Linked DNA regions of Anas platyrhynchos: region 2 is linked to region 1. A link is a contact called in public Hi-C data. All regions are on one chromosome and are shown on one strand. The core of a region is the stretch at or near the end of the contact, and the rest is flanking DNA. Distances in the headings are between cores, read along the strand shown. Region 1 has its middle 120 kb from the start of STXBP5. Region 2 overlaps STXBP5 (syntaxin binding protein 5).

Evidence for each region. A called contact is a pair of places that touch in the nucleus more often than the background predicts.
Region 2: a Hi-C map of F1 follicle shows a contact between it and region 1, with 2.2 times the contacts expected there. The contact joins two enhancer-like sites. A contact is called at or near these places in 2 of 8 Hi-C or Micro-C datasets (F1 follicle and small yellow follicle).

Annotation. Positions count from the first base shown.
Region 1 is chr3:52,089,322-52,096,067 of IASCAAS_PekinDuck_T2T, forward strand. No RefSeq gene overlaps it. Among named protein-coding and RNA genes, the nearest start is that of STXBP5, 120 kb to the right of the region's middle. Within about 2 kb of position 3,725, at least 4 of the 8 cell types and tissues checked have an H3K27ac peak or open chromatin away from gene starts, as enhancers often do. A contact at or near this core is called in F1 follicle, where this site is marked.
Region 2 is chr3:52,227,710-52,234,455 of IASCAAS_PekinDuck_T2T, forward strand. The region is part of intron 2 of STXBP5 (syntaxin binding protein 5); the gene reads left to right. Among named protein-coding and RNA genes, the nearest start is that of STXBP5, 15 kb to the left of the region's middle. Within about 2 kb of position 3,317, at least 6 of the 8 cell types and tissues checked have an H3K27ac peak or open chromatin away from gene starts, as enhancers often do. A contact at or near this core is called in F1 follicle, where this site is marked.

The sequences.
Region 1 (6,746 bases), core at 2,475-4,974:
TTTTGGAGGATTTATTTTCCAGTAGAACAGGCAGCCTCTGTGGAGACTGGGAGCAGGTGCCTTGCTGGTGGTAATCCTTTCAGTTGTCTGGTTCATGTGTTATTAACGCACTTCCATCATTTCTACTGCCATAGATTAGGAGTATTAATGGCAACAGAACAACAAATATCTGTGCAATCAGAACCTGACATCTTGTATTTGTTATGCCACCAAATAGTATGTTTTCACATTATAAAGCACTTATATGGTGGATGGATTTAGGCTGCGATCATTACTGTGTTTGAATGATATTTTAATGTCCAGTCATTGTTGCATCTCATTCAAATACTGCAAAGAGGTATCTGGCATCAAAAGGTGATGTAGCAACTCTGCCTGTTTTTTTTCCAACCTTCCCTTTCCCCTTCCCATCTTTTCCATCAGCTGCCTCACCTCAGTCAAATTTGGCAAAGGACTTAAGGGATAATATCTCAGAGATATTAAACTCCTATAGTTTCTGCCAAAGTCAGATGTGGAAGAAAGATACCCTACCAGTGCCTGCACTGAAGTAGAGGCAGGATTTTGCCATTGCCTCACAGCCCTAAGGCAGCCGCTCAATGGCCAGTTGTTACATACTCTACTTCCAATTGCTTCATTTATTTCCTGCTTTTTGTCCAATCAAGGGGTGAAATACAGGTGAAGCAGTGGGATGGGATCAGGCTATGTGAGGCAGCAGGATGGAAGGGGACACAGGAGGGGCAGAGAGGGATTGCAGGGATGCTGGGTGCAGGAGAGAGAACTCCGGAACAGGGATGGAAGTGGAGATGGGAACTGGAAACACTGCAGATAGGATGGAGTATGTTACAGTGAATGTGAGTGCAGGGCCCCTAATGTTAGTGAAAGGAAGAGGGAATCCAGAGAACAGAAGTCTATCTATTGTATTAAAACATCTTTTATTTTTTCTATGCAGGATTTAGAATGAATTAAAACTAATGAATCAAATGAGATGTTTCACAATTCATATTTCCCATAAATGATTTCTAAGGAATGCAATAGAAGTACATTTTAAGAGAAACAAGGGAAAAGAGGGGAGAAACCTGAGTCTCAAAACCAAGAAAAGACAACAATCTACAGTTAAAACGTTATTTCTGATTCTTTATTCAACTGCTTATCAATTTCCTTTGATAATATGCACTTGACTAATTGGTATAATTTACTTTGTTTATAATATTGAAAAGTGATCTTAAGCTCAGGTAAGAGATGCTTTGTGTTTTGTGTTTATTCCACGAGTGGACTTAGAGTGATTACTATCCAGCTTGTGCTTAAGACTTAGCAAAAATAGTGGAGTATTGTTTCCTCTTAGCTGCATGGGCAGTTTTGAGAACTGAAGATAATCTGATGCCAAGTTAGAAGAGAAGAATGTCTTGCAGGCAAATGCAAACAGCTATATCTGATCATGAAAGAAGGAGGAAAATATATATGACCCTGGGAAATATTTGTGTTCCATGATGGGAATATTGGGAAGACATACAAAGCTAGAGTTGTCATGGTAAGGGCACTCAGGGGTTATGTGAGACCTATCCATGGACGCCTACATTTTCCTAGTTTCATACTGGTGGAAACACTTGTTCCAGCAAAGTTTCCTGGCATGGTGACTGCTCTGTTAAGTTGTATAATGCCAAGAGGGTCTTTGTTTCCCCACATGAACTAATGGAACATGGGAGGAAACAACTGAAATAAATTCTTAACTACGGAGTCTTCCTGGCACCTGCTTAGATTTCAGTTCATTGTACTGAATTATATACAATATTGCTAAATGCAGAAATAAATCAGATCAAAACTTGAACTGAAATCCCTTCATCTCTATTGTTCTCTGAAGACCAATATGTAATGCATGTATGATCCAATACAAATTTCAGCAATATATAAATTTAATTGCCAGCAATACTAACATCTAAACCTTCTTTTCATCATAATACATTTCAGCTTTAAACTTTGTCCCCTCAGATCTGCTCAGCTAAGATGTTGTATGAGGAACACCCCTGAAACAGCTATTCCAGAAGCAGCTGAAAATTCCCAGTGATCTTCTTCTGCAACTGCAAATGCACATTCAAAATGTCAAAACACCTCAGAGTGGCTTTCTGCTGTGTTTTTTGTTGGTGCTGGTTCAGAGACAGCAGAAGCAGTTGTGACATGTCTAATCAGGACTGAGGAAACCACAGCATTTTTGCAGCTCTGGCAAGTGCCAGGAAGTTGTCTTATATTCTGTTTTGGCATTAGCTCCCAAACTCTCCCGTTCACTTTTCTGATATAATTTTGTTTTAAAACAATCTCACAAACAACAGGCTTCCTGAGAACCGATAAAGATTTTGTTGCTCTTTTGACTGTGCTGTACTGTTCCAGCTCTGCTTATCAGCACAAACTGCCTCGCCATCATTAACTGTTAACCTTTCCTAAGATAACAAGGGGAGACTGCAATTTTTCTTTTCCTGATGAAAAAGATTTGTGAGGTCTACCAAGTCCTTGACTTTCTCTTTCTCTAAACCCATTTTCCTTTCTTCACCTGGCGATTGCTGGATGCTGGGGAGGGACATTTTGGGCTGACGAGTTCCCCAACCAGCATGAGGAGCTGAGGTTATCAATTCACACAGGGCCTCAGCTTCTTCTAGAGATTAATCAGCTGAGTATGAATAGTGAGGGTAATTGTCACATAAATAGCCAGCTCTACAACAAATAACCAAACTATTTATCCTGAGATCTTTTAATTAACTTTATGAAGAGCAGGAGATGAATAAACACCTAAGCATCTAGGTGCCAGTAAAATCATTATGTTTTGCTTATGATAATACCAGTTCTCTATGAAATCCCTACCTACATTTTTGACTCTGGCAAAAAGTCTGCAAAAAATTTACCCTTTCTCCCTTGACTTCAGCTCTCTGCCTGACCTCAGAGCAGCAGCTGATGTGAGTCCAGAGCTGCCTGTCTGCAAAGTCCTCTCCTGTATGATGTGGTTTCAAGCCCTATCTCTCTAGTTCACAAAACTCCTGAGACACCCTGTATCTGGGTGTCGGAAATAGTCTGTCTGCAGCTCTGAGCCAATGCGAAGGATAAAACTGAAATTCAGGTTTGATCTTGCAGATGCTCTGACTGAGTTTTGGAGCATGCCTGAATACCTGCATTGTGCAAAAGAGATCTCTAGCCTAGTTTTCTGTGGAGATGGGGCCACAGGTTGACCAGTGATTCTGCCCATCACCTTTTCATTGTCTGGCCAATATCATCCAATTTTTCTGGAAAGGTGGAGCTCTCAAAAACTATAATTTACCTATGATTTTTAAAGCTATCAGCCAGGGAAAGAGGCATTTGTACTGATACTGAAGGTACAGCCTACTGAGAGTCTGGGTGAGGGAAGACAGATTTTGTTTTCTTATGCTTTTGTTCATTCTACTCATAAGCCAATTATATAAGAATGAGGACAGTAAGTCACAGTAACTTTTTGTCTCCAGTTCTAATGCACACCAAATACTCATCCTTCACAGAGCTGTCACTCTGAAGTCAAACCCTACAGCTGTGCTATCTTGCTTTGAAGCATGGGCTGAAAATGAATGTCCTCTGGAGGTTTTTCTGAAAGAAGGTACTCAGTGCTGCCACTACATCTTCCCCTTGCATCCAAGTGGCCTTGGGCTCTATTCTCTTCCCTATAAAGGGCAGCAGCCTTGCTTGTGCCTTTTCTCGACTCATCTGTTTCCTTATCTGGACAAAGAGTCCCTGGCTCTTCCCCCTTGTTTTTTTGGGAACTGCTGTGAAAATTTGTTCAGAGTCAACCACGTGTGCAAGTCTTCCTGTGGTTTTAGCAAAGACAGCAGTGAGGCAACATTTAATTTGTTGCTTCTAGCTCTTAACCTCAAAGGAAAAAGGTGGTAACTGTTAATTGCATCACAGCATGCGCATGCCAGCAAGCACAGCAGTTTCCTCTGACTCTTGGTGTCTGGAGGACAGCAAACCTAACCAAATACAGACCCAAAGCACCACATGTACCAACCTAAGCCCAAACCACATTGCAAAATGTCCGTGTTTTATAGTTCCTGTGGATTCAGAGACATTATACTCTGTTGCATGAGATCATTAACTGTCCATACAGAGATCCTGAAACTAATGCATAGATATAAAAGACTGCAGGAATGCTGACATATATCCGCTGCTGAAGGCAATTACACACTGACAACAGTCATGGGGAGACTTTTCTGAAAAAAAAAAAAAAAAAAGGCCTGAGGCTGTCCAGATCAGGCATGTTGCAAGAAAAAGGTCACAATAAATAAATAAATAAATAAATAAATAAATAAATCTGATTTTGAGGCCTTTCTGTTTTATTTAAAAGTTATGCTAGGACTTGGGGGTTGTTTGCTGGGAGGCTTGTTTCTTTCTGTTATCTAGCATTGGCTGTAGGGCACCCAGGAGGGTGTTACAGGGGTATGCGTTATTCTGTGAGAGAGATTTTGTGTGAAGGGCTTCAATAGAGGGGCTCCTGGTTGAATTCTGCATGGCTACAAATGCTCACTGTTGCTTCTGCCTCAGGCTTAACCATTATCCTGTCTCCTCTTTGCTCCTCCCTTCCCCTCCCTGCCCATCCTTTGCCAAGTCTAAAGCTGTCCCTGTCAGAGGTAAGATCTGTAAAGATCTGTGTTGCTTTAAAACAGCTTGTAGGGAAGCGGTGGTGATGGAAATACAATGAAGATTAGACATATTCTAATTAACCTCAGGAAAATTGCCATCGGGAATGCAGAGTATTCCCCAGGAAAAGATGCTTAAATGGTTGATTGTGTGTTTGTCCATGAGGCTTTTATCAGACCACATAACAGCCTTGGGCAAAGCTTGTGAAGACTGTTCTTGAATAGGCTTCCATCAGAGAAAGAGGGGTGGGAAGCCAGCTCGGATGCTGAGAGGCAGTCTGTTGCATTTAGGAAATACAGCGAGTAGCCATACAAGAGAGCAAAAGAAATAGAAAGAAAAAAAAAAAAGGAAAAACAAACAAACAAACAAACAAACAAACCTAAAAACAACAGGGCTTCCTGTTTAGTAACTCAGAGGCTCAGGGGCATCTCAGCCAGCAGAACCCAGAAAATCCATACTGATGAGTCCTTAATCATCTCAAACCATTGAAAGCTTTATTGCACCAGAACAATCAAATCATATTTCCAAGCATAGTGACAGAATTTGGTAAGCCATTTAGATGAAGCTACTGTGTGATAATCTGAATTGGACTGGCAAGAGACAATAAGGTACAACTGTGCAGCTTTGCCTTTGTTCATGATTTTTTTAATTAGTAATTTCAAAAACCTCTCCTGTGTGATTTTGAGAAGTCCCTCTCAAATAACATTGCAGGGCAGTGTGTGGCATTTTGCTGGGCTGTCTTGCCTGCCTTAGGGCTTAAGATACTTGTGTTTAAATTGTGTCTTCCCCTTCCCCCTCACCTCTTTCCAACCTAGAGTTAATTTGTTCCCACACCTCGGTTTGTGTGAACAGATGCCTCCATCTCTGAGCTCACAATTGCTGGCTGGGAAGTGATTCAGCTACTAAACAGTTATAAGTGAGCAGGGGAATAATCACTGGGTATTGCTGACATCTGAAGAAATAATCTTGTGTTCATGACTTTGCTAGCAAATGAAAAGGGACAAAAATAGAGGCCCAAGCTGCCTCAGAGTGGGGCTGCATCAGAAGTCATCTGCAGCGAGGAGTCAGTGAGCAGCACTATTGGTACTCCTCACTGCAGACAACTTCTGATGCAGCCCCTCTCTAAGGGTAAACCCTTCTGCACGTGGCACTGGAACTAAACAGCCAGCCAGCATCCCTGCATGCACTGTGATGCTGACTTTCAGTGCAGTGAAAACAGGGCCAGACTGGTCTATATGGACTTTGCCTCCATGTCTTCTCCTCATGATTGTACAGTCTTCTGCCTTTCCCCATAGTTTCCACCTGGGATGTTTGACTTCTAAATAAACAGCACCAGCTTCATGCATGGTCACTACCATGGCACAAGGATGAGGGACATGGGAATGTGGTACCCTGTACGTGGGGGAGATGTTGTAAAACCCTGATTGCTGTCAGCAATGCAGCCGAAATCTGCTGTAGAGGATGCCATGAGGAAACTAGAACCAGCAATCAAAAAATTGCAAATTCATAGATTGTAATGAGCCAACAGGACAGTTAAAATCATTCTTGACTTACTTTATGTTTTTTAAGAAATATCCAGGACAAAGAGTTCATTTTTATATTTTTTAAAATTTGTAAGTTTTAAGTGTTGAGAAGTTCCTAGTTTGAGTAGTTTCTTAGTCAAAGTAGCTGAAATAGTTTTTCACATTTTTTTTATCTAAGTAGATGCAGTCTCCTTTTTTTTTTTTTTTTTTTTTTTTGATTAAGCTGTGTTCAGTTTTATAAATAGAAATTTGGGGATTAAAATCTTACACAGGTATTAGAGTAGAAGAATGTCGGTTTTCTTATTTTTTCTGTGTTGCATAATCTGAAGTGCAAAAGGATGAATTCAGTGAACAGCCAAAAATAAAACAAAAACTTGTGCCAGAACAATAGCACCTCTGCAGCACATCAGCAGAGTCTGCTGCCTTCTCTTTTGTATTCTTTCTCCTGCAATACTTTGCTGAAAAAAGTAGACAACTCCAGTTAATAGTACTGGGACTTAACTCACAATTTGTGGTCTTCCCAGTCTGATAAATCTGAATTATGTAGTCAGTCATCAAAACAAGGATCATAAACAAAGA
Region 2 (6,746 bases), core at 2,067-4,566, 140 kb after region 1:
AGTTTTCAAAGTTTTTTACCTGATCACTGTTCTACAGAGAAGTTCATCCTTGATAGGAATAACTAAGGCTACTCTTGTTTATTTGTTAATTTTACTGAATGTCATTGGATTTTTGTTTAATAAATGTCTTAATGAGGTAGTGACAATCTGTTTTCTGTCTGGGCAACCTCAATCTTATTTTCCTTTCCTAATTAGATGAGAAAATCACAGTGGCCACTGCATGTCCAGAATAATTGTTAGCAGGTCCTGCTCAAACCAGACAGTGCTCATGAAAGCAGCATGGGTGGAGAGGAGATGGGGGAAGACTCAGGTTCTTCAGCAAGAAGGCTGCAGACTGCACTCATCCTTTCATGAGGTTTCTCCCAAGACCTAATTGTCTCATTCTGCTCCTGTATTCTTCTGAAAAGTGTCCACAGGAGCTGTTTTGGCTTTGGAAAGCAAGCAACTAAAGAAAGGATGCAGGTCCAAAGCAAGCAGGGTCCTCGTGGCTCTGCTTGGTGAGCTCCTGCTTTAGTTCATGTGATTGGTGCAGTTTCAAGCAGAGGGGTGCACTGCGTAGCCTCTTGAAGCTGCTTCCAGGCATGTACCCTGTATGCGTTTGATTAACACCAGATCTTTGGTTCATGCTAAAATGAGATATTTAACACTTAAGGAACAGCCAACTAAAGAGGTAATCCAACTGATCCATCTGGTATCTAATGTTTTTCATTGCCTCCTCTGCTGAAGGTCCTGCCTCTTTGTGGCCTAGTAACACCAGCTCAGCAGAAGATGGACAAAAGCAACTTGCATTTTTCTACTTGTTCATTACGGGAAAAGAATAGAATGCTGTATTTTTGTGATCACTTAATGTTAAATTGATAGGATTAACTTGCTTGTATTTTTTTAGCATATGCTCAATCCAGTCTTACTACCTTGTTAAACAGAACAGATGTTCATCTTCACAGTTGAAAAACATTCTTGACTGAACTTTGTAGTGTTGGTATTAAAGCTTTAGTGATGCTTATTAATATGCAGAGTGAGCTGCATAACAATAATTCGCACAGCATTCCCTTTTGTACAAGTATGAAACTTGTGCAGTAAACTGGCACAGTGAAATTAGTTTCACAGCCACCTTTAGATGTCAGATAAAAAGCAGAGCCACCTAAAAAAGCAAAATACAACTCTTCCCTCTACACCCCTGCCCAATAAATTCCCCTTTAGGTGACTAAATATAATGAGATCTCTTGCTGGCAGGGTGAACATCTCATTTGTTAAAATAATTAGGTGGCAAACACAACATTTTGGGAAGAAATCCTGGTGAGTTACTGAACTTAGAGAAAAGAGATTGAATAGCCTACCTCTTTAAGGTAATGTCCCTGCCTTTTCATAAGGGCTGCTCACCAAATAGTGTTCATATAGCAGCCATTCCCATAGAATACTCTGCTTTTTTAAAAACTTGTTTTGTATTTATTTCTGTTAATAAATAAACACAACAACAACAAAGCAAACAAAAAGCATGTAAGTTCAAAACTTATTTTTTCAATTCTCTACAGTGTATGTGGCTGTTGACACAGGGTACTTGACTGTTGCACCCGTTTTCTTTCAGGCACTGCCTGTGGAGATATCAAAGTACTATGAATACAGTCCCAATTGCTTGAGCAGTGAAAGGGATTGTTTAAAAAGAAAAAAGTTGTGGGCAGTGACATAGAATGGAAGAATGAAATTTATCCATGCTGAGGAGGATGCTGTAAGGAAGAGGCAGCAGGAGTTAACTTCTATAACATTCTTTTTGTACTTCAGTAGCAAAGGACAAAACCTTTAGAACTATGGCAGTTTAAAAGAACTGTGTGTTTTGTTTTGTTTTCCTTATGAATGTTCTGTCAGTAACTTCTAGATCAAATAAATGCTGTTCTTGGGGCAGAGGGTGGAGGTAAATTGTGGAGAGGTGGTGGCTTTTCCTGAGCAAATTGTCCAACTTTTGATCATACTTTTTTTTTTTCTGCTAGCAATTCCCAGTGGGAGAAACAGCACAACAGAAAGTGGTAACAGCGAAGTACACTTTAGAATATACTGCAGAACTGCAGTTTTGCATTTTAGCAAATAAACAGAAGCAGTTCCAGTATTTTATGATCGTCTTGTTATATGTAACTAACAGTGAGTTCTGTCATTTCCAGACCAGAATTTTGATGGCATTTGTGCAGCCTCTTTAACTCCTGTAGTTTTCAACAGAAAAAGTGACTGAAACTTAGTGAAGACATGTATTTAATGCAGGAAAGTTGCTTGTAAGACATACAATGTGGCACTAGTGGTAACAGCCATAAAGGCTTCTGTTACTGTGGATAGCAAACACAGCTCTGCAGCGCTAATATTTGAATGCATTGGTATCAGTTTGATTCCCTGCTTTGTGGAAGAAAAGACCTGTATTTAGTGTAGACTTTTGATTTAAAACCAGCTCAATTATAATACCAGCGATTATAATTCCAAAGGGGCCAGTGGTGGTTCTGTGTAGTTTAAATTGCAAATATTTGTTAGTCACTAAAAATTGTAATCTTAATAGGTTTGCTCCGTCCTAAAACAGCTAAAAATTAAGCTGTTAGTACTATTGCACCTCAGGGTCAAGTCATCTGCCTTGGCATAGTAAGCACTACAGGTGGTCAGTGTCACCGCTTCAGAAAATCATAGAATATCCAGAGTTGGAAGGGACCCATGAGGATCACTGAGTCCAGCTCTCCAGTTCCTCCAGGCAAACAGGAGCTGGCTACAAGAGAAGTGCATTTCATTTCATTTGACAGAAGTTGTAGAAATCCTTCGTTGAGGTTATGGGCAGGCTTTTATCCCTGAAGTGCTCAAAAATGGCCTTTAACTTCTCTATGTCTAGTTGACCCTGACCTGGGTAGAATACTTACACACTTGGCTGTTACTTTGCTGAAATCCTTTTTAATAAGGATGGCTTCAAAAACAGGAAAAAATGCTTGTTGCCTGCTTTCAGGTTAAATTTGGGTTTTCCTTTACAAATGTAGTCTTCTTCTATTTTCAAGACTGACCTGAGGAAAAAGATCAGCTCCTAGTGAGGCTGCGGAAACTTGGGAGAGTCTACTTCAATTCCAAGAGTGTTACTTAAATGTTTAATTCTTAAGTCTTTGGTATAATTTCATAGCAATTCACCTCTTTGAATTCAACTTGAATATACTATTTTATATTAAATACATTTAGAAACATGTAATACACTGGCCAGATTTGTGTGCTGTTCTTACATAGCACATAGTGACGATGTAGGGGATGGTGCCGGAATGTGCGGGCCTCTGGTTTGAGTCAGCGCAGTGGTTTCTGTGGTCGTCAGCTGGCTCCTGTCAGAGGAAAGACATCCTTAGCTGTGTGGCTGCACACACGTCTCAGTTCAGCTCAGTACTTTGCATGGTGATTGTTTTTACAGCACACAAATTAAAATTCTCTAAGCCTGTACTGTCTAGTGGCAAGGGGATAATCCTTGCTGCTTAAGCAAAATTTGTCTGATGCCTAAAGAGCTGATGAAACAATTTCTGTGGTATGGCGTAATGTAAAATGCCAAGGGTGTTGGTGCATTGGTGCTGGTGAGTTTTGATGTCAAAGAAGCTGGCATGGAAACTTGAGTGTGGTGATCACACTGTGATCTGTTAATGTTCCTGCTTTTTTTTTTTTTTTTTTGACTGTAGCTGAGGTTATTGTTGCAGTTAGAACAGAGTGCTAAGCAAGGTCAGAAGCTCGTGGTGCTGAGTAAGATTTTAGGGGTAAAACTACTTTGTGCCACTTAAAACACGATAGCATCTTAGCACAGTGGTTGTACCCAGACTTGACATTGAAGATAATAGGTGTGTTTTCTGTTCTAAACTTGGTTTATTCTACAAAAAAACAAACAAAAAAAAACAACCACAAATACCTTTTAAAAGCGAACAAACACAACACAACTCTACATGTATTCTGAAACCTCTTGTTGGCTATTATATTAAGAAGCGTATTATTGTACATATTACAAATATACTTAATTTGGGGGAAAGTTTACTGCTAATGAAATTACTCAGTTGGCGATACGTGTTGTTAGTCTTTTTACTGTATTATTACAACACTTTTAAAGATGACCAGTGTAAATGCAGTCTGTGTGAGGGATGCTGAATCTCTATAAATATTTTCAGTTCCTACTAATAACTTTTGAAACACCAAGCAGCCTCAAGTATCTTCATAGCTCAGTGCTCGACTATCTGTTACTCCTTGTTACTTCTGTGGTTGCCTTTATTAGTAGCCATTTTATAAAATTGCCATTCTCTATATCATTTTTGTCCCTGTGTGACTGCAACGTGGGGGGTTGGGTGGCCTAACGTGGAGGTCTTAAATAAGTTCCTTCCTCGCTTGTATTGGAGGAGATTGTTCTCCTTGAGGAGAGTGTTGCTGTTTTGCATGTTGGGAATTTTTTGTTAATAGAAATAATCTGCTTATCTTTCAGAAAAGAATAGTTGGTCTGTCTTTATCATAAATGTTTGCAGTTTTCTGTGTCTGTAGGTGGTTTATTTTTCTCATGGAGTAACTTCAAAAATGCTGTTTCAGTTCTTGAGTGTTCATTGGTACAGTGCTGCTTTTGTTAGTTCATCATAGCACTTTGTGGTGAGTGGCCTCTTCCAGAACCCAGCCCAGATGTGCTCTTGGAAACTATCTCAAGTGGTCTGGGCCTAATAATCAAACTTTCCTCTTTCTTTTCTGATTCAGGAGGATCAGATTTGCTTATATATGTGGCTTATGGGATGAGATGTCACTTGGTTCTATTGAAACAATTCTTTGTCTGTGCTGTGCAGCCCTGTTGATGGCAGAGTGGCTTTGAAGGCGACCTGCTCTCCCAAGTTTAGAGTCGCACAGACTTGGGACATGTGGGGGGATTTGTTGGTGATTCCTGATTAATCAGCCTTTCTGGGAGGCTGGAGCTGGGACCTTGGCCATTCATGGGAAAAATGAGTAGTAATCAGACTTGTTGTGCTAGCGTATCAAACAGGTTTTGTTTGTAGCCCTTGGATGCAAAACTAGTTGGGATTGTAGGCAAAACACTTCCAGACTTGTAGCACTTCAAAGAAATAAAACAAGTCTGCAGGCAGTTTGCCCAATAAAGTTTTTTCTTGTAGGAGAAGACAGCTTTTTTTTTTTTTTCTTTATACATGTTTGAGTTTAGCTCAAGTGGAGTTCTTTACTAGCAGGAAGGCTAATCGTTTTTTTCATTTTTTTCAGTTCCCACAGATGTGTCTAGAATGGTATATGTGCAACAGGGTTGCTTGTTCCTGCTTAAAGGGTTGATGTTTTAGTATGCCCACATCTGAAGGAAGTAATAAACTTTGAATGATATCTTGTAAAGATGGTATTTACATGAACTTTGGGGGGAAAAATTTCCCCCCTTGTTTTTATTTTTATTTTTCCTTCTAGCGTACATTTAAGAACATCATGACAGTATGACAGGCTTGGTATGACAGGTACCAACTTAAATGCTTATTGTATCAGCTTATATTTGAGCGTCCCATGGTTTTTATTCATTACCATGTACAGCATATGTAAAACTACTGCATGTTGCAACTTCTAGTGATTTTGGTATTTGGCTGAGTTGCAGCAGCGGTTTCTTGGAATATTTTTTGATAGAAGGCATTACAGAAGTGAAGCTTAACAAATATTTTCACTTTCTTATTATTGCTGAGTAATAAAAATCCATGTAATACTCAGTGGGTTTTTTTTTGTTTGTTTGTTTGTTTTTTTTTTAAAAAAAGGGGGGGGGGGGTTAACTGTATCCTCAGGGTTTTAAGCAGTGAATTATACTGTATCAGTGCAGGCTCTCCTGACATGAGGCAGGTCTAAACTCACTAGGCTGGATCCAGTTTAAAGGTCTGAACTTGCTGCTTCGAAACCTTTTTGAGTTTGGGTGGGGAGTCCTGTTCCAGAGACCTCTGCTCTTGCCTGAGTCCCTAGATATTGTCGTGTTGTGGTATTTCTGCAGTACTGTTTTCTACAAAAATTTACCCAGACAAGCTGAGAAACCCTCTGCCATCTATAACTTCAGGCTTTGAAATTAAAACCTCAGTAAAGCTCTGAACTGGTCTGATAGCCTACTACAAACAGCAAGTGTTTAAATTTTTTTTGGGGGTGGGGTGGGAAGTAGTACTGGAACTAGTAATGATAATAGCAATTACTTGATTTTTAGAATCGCTGACTTTTGTGATACTTAAAACAGTGGTTGTTTACACCTCTTGGGGTGGTTCTCAAGAGCAAATGAGTTGCTGAAAAGATTCCAGTTAGAACCAAAATGCTCAAAAACCGCTCCAAACTTCCTTATTTTTTTTTTTTTAATGTAAAAATGCAATTAAAGGTAACAATTTCTTGAGGAATCCAGCTGGATTTCTCTTCAAGTAGATCTTTGTACAGCCTTGGTATTTATCTTCTTACTCTTTACCATTTTAAAAAAGGGGGGAGAGGTGAGGGAGAGAAAGGGTGGAAACGAAGATCTCTTTTGGCATTTGGAGAGCAGACTGGTAAGTGAAGGACACAGCAGCACTTTGCGTAGAAAGGAAAAGCTCTAGTCTTTGTTTCTGCAGCTTTTCTAAGACTATGCAGCAAGACAAATGCTCAGCTTTCTTTCCCCCCGCTCCCTGCGTTGACCCTTTCCTTGCTCCTCATAAATCAGATTTCAAGCTATTAAATTTCAGTGCAGGCTTTTTTGAAGACAATCTCATTCTTGCAGAATCTGTGCTAGAAACTTCAGTTAA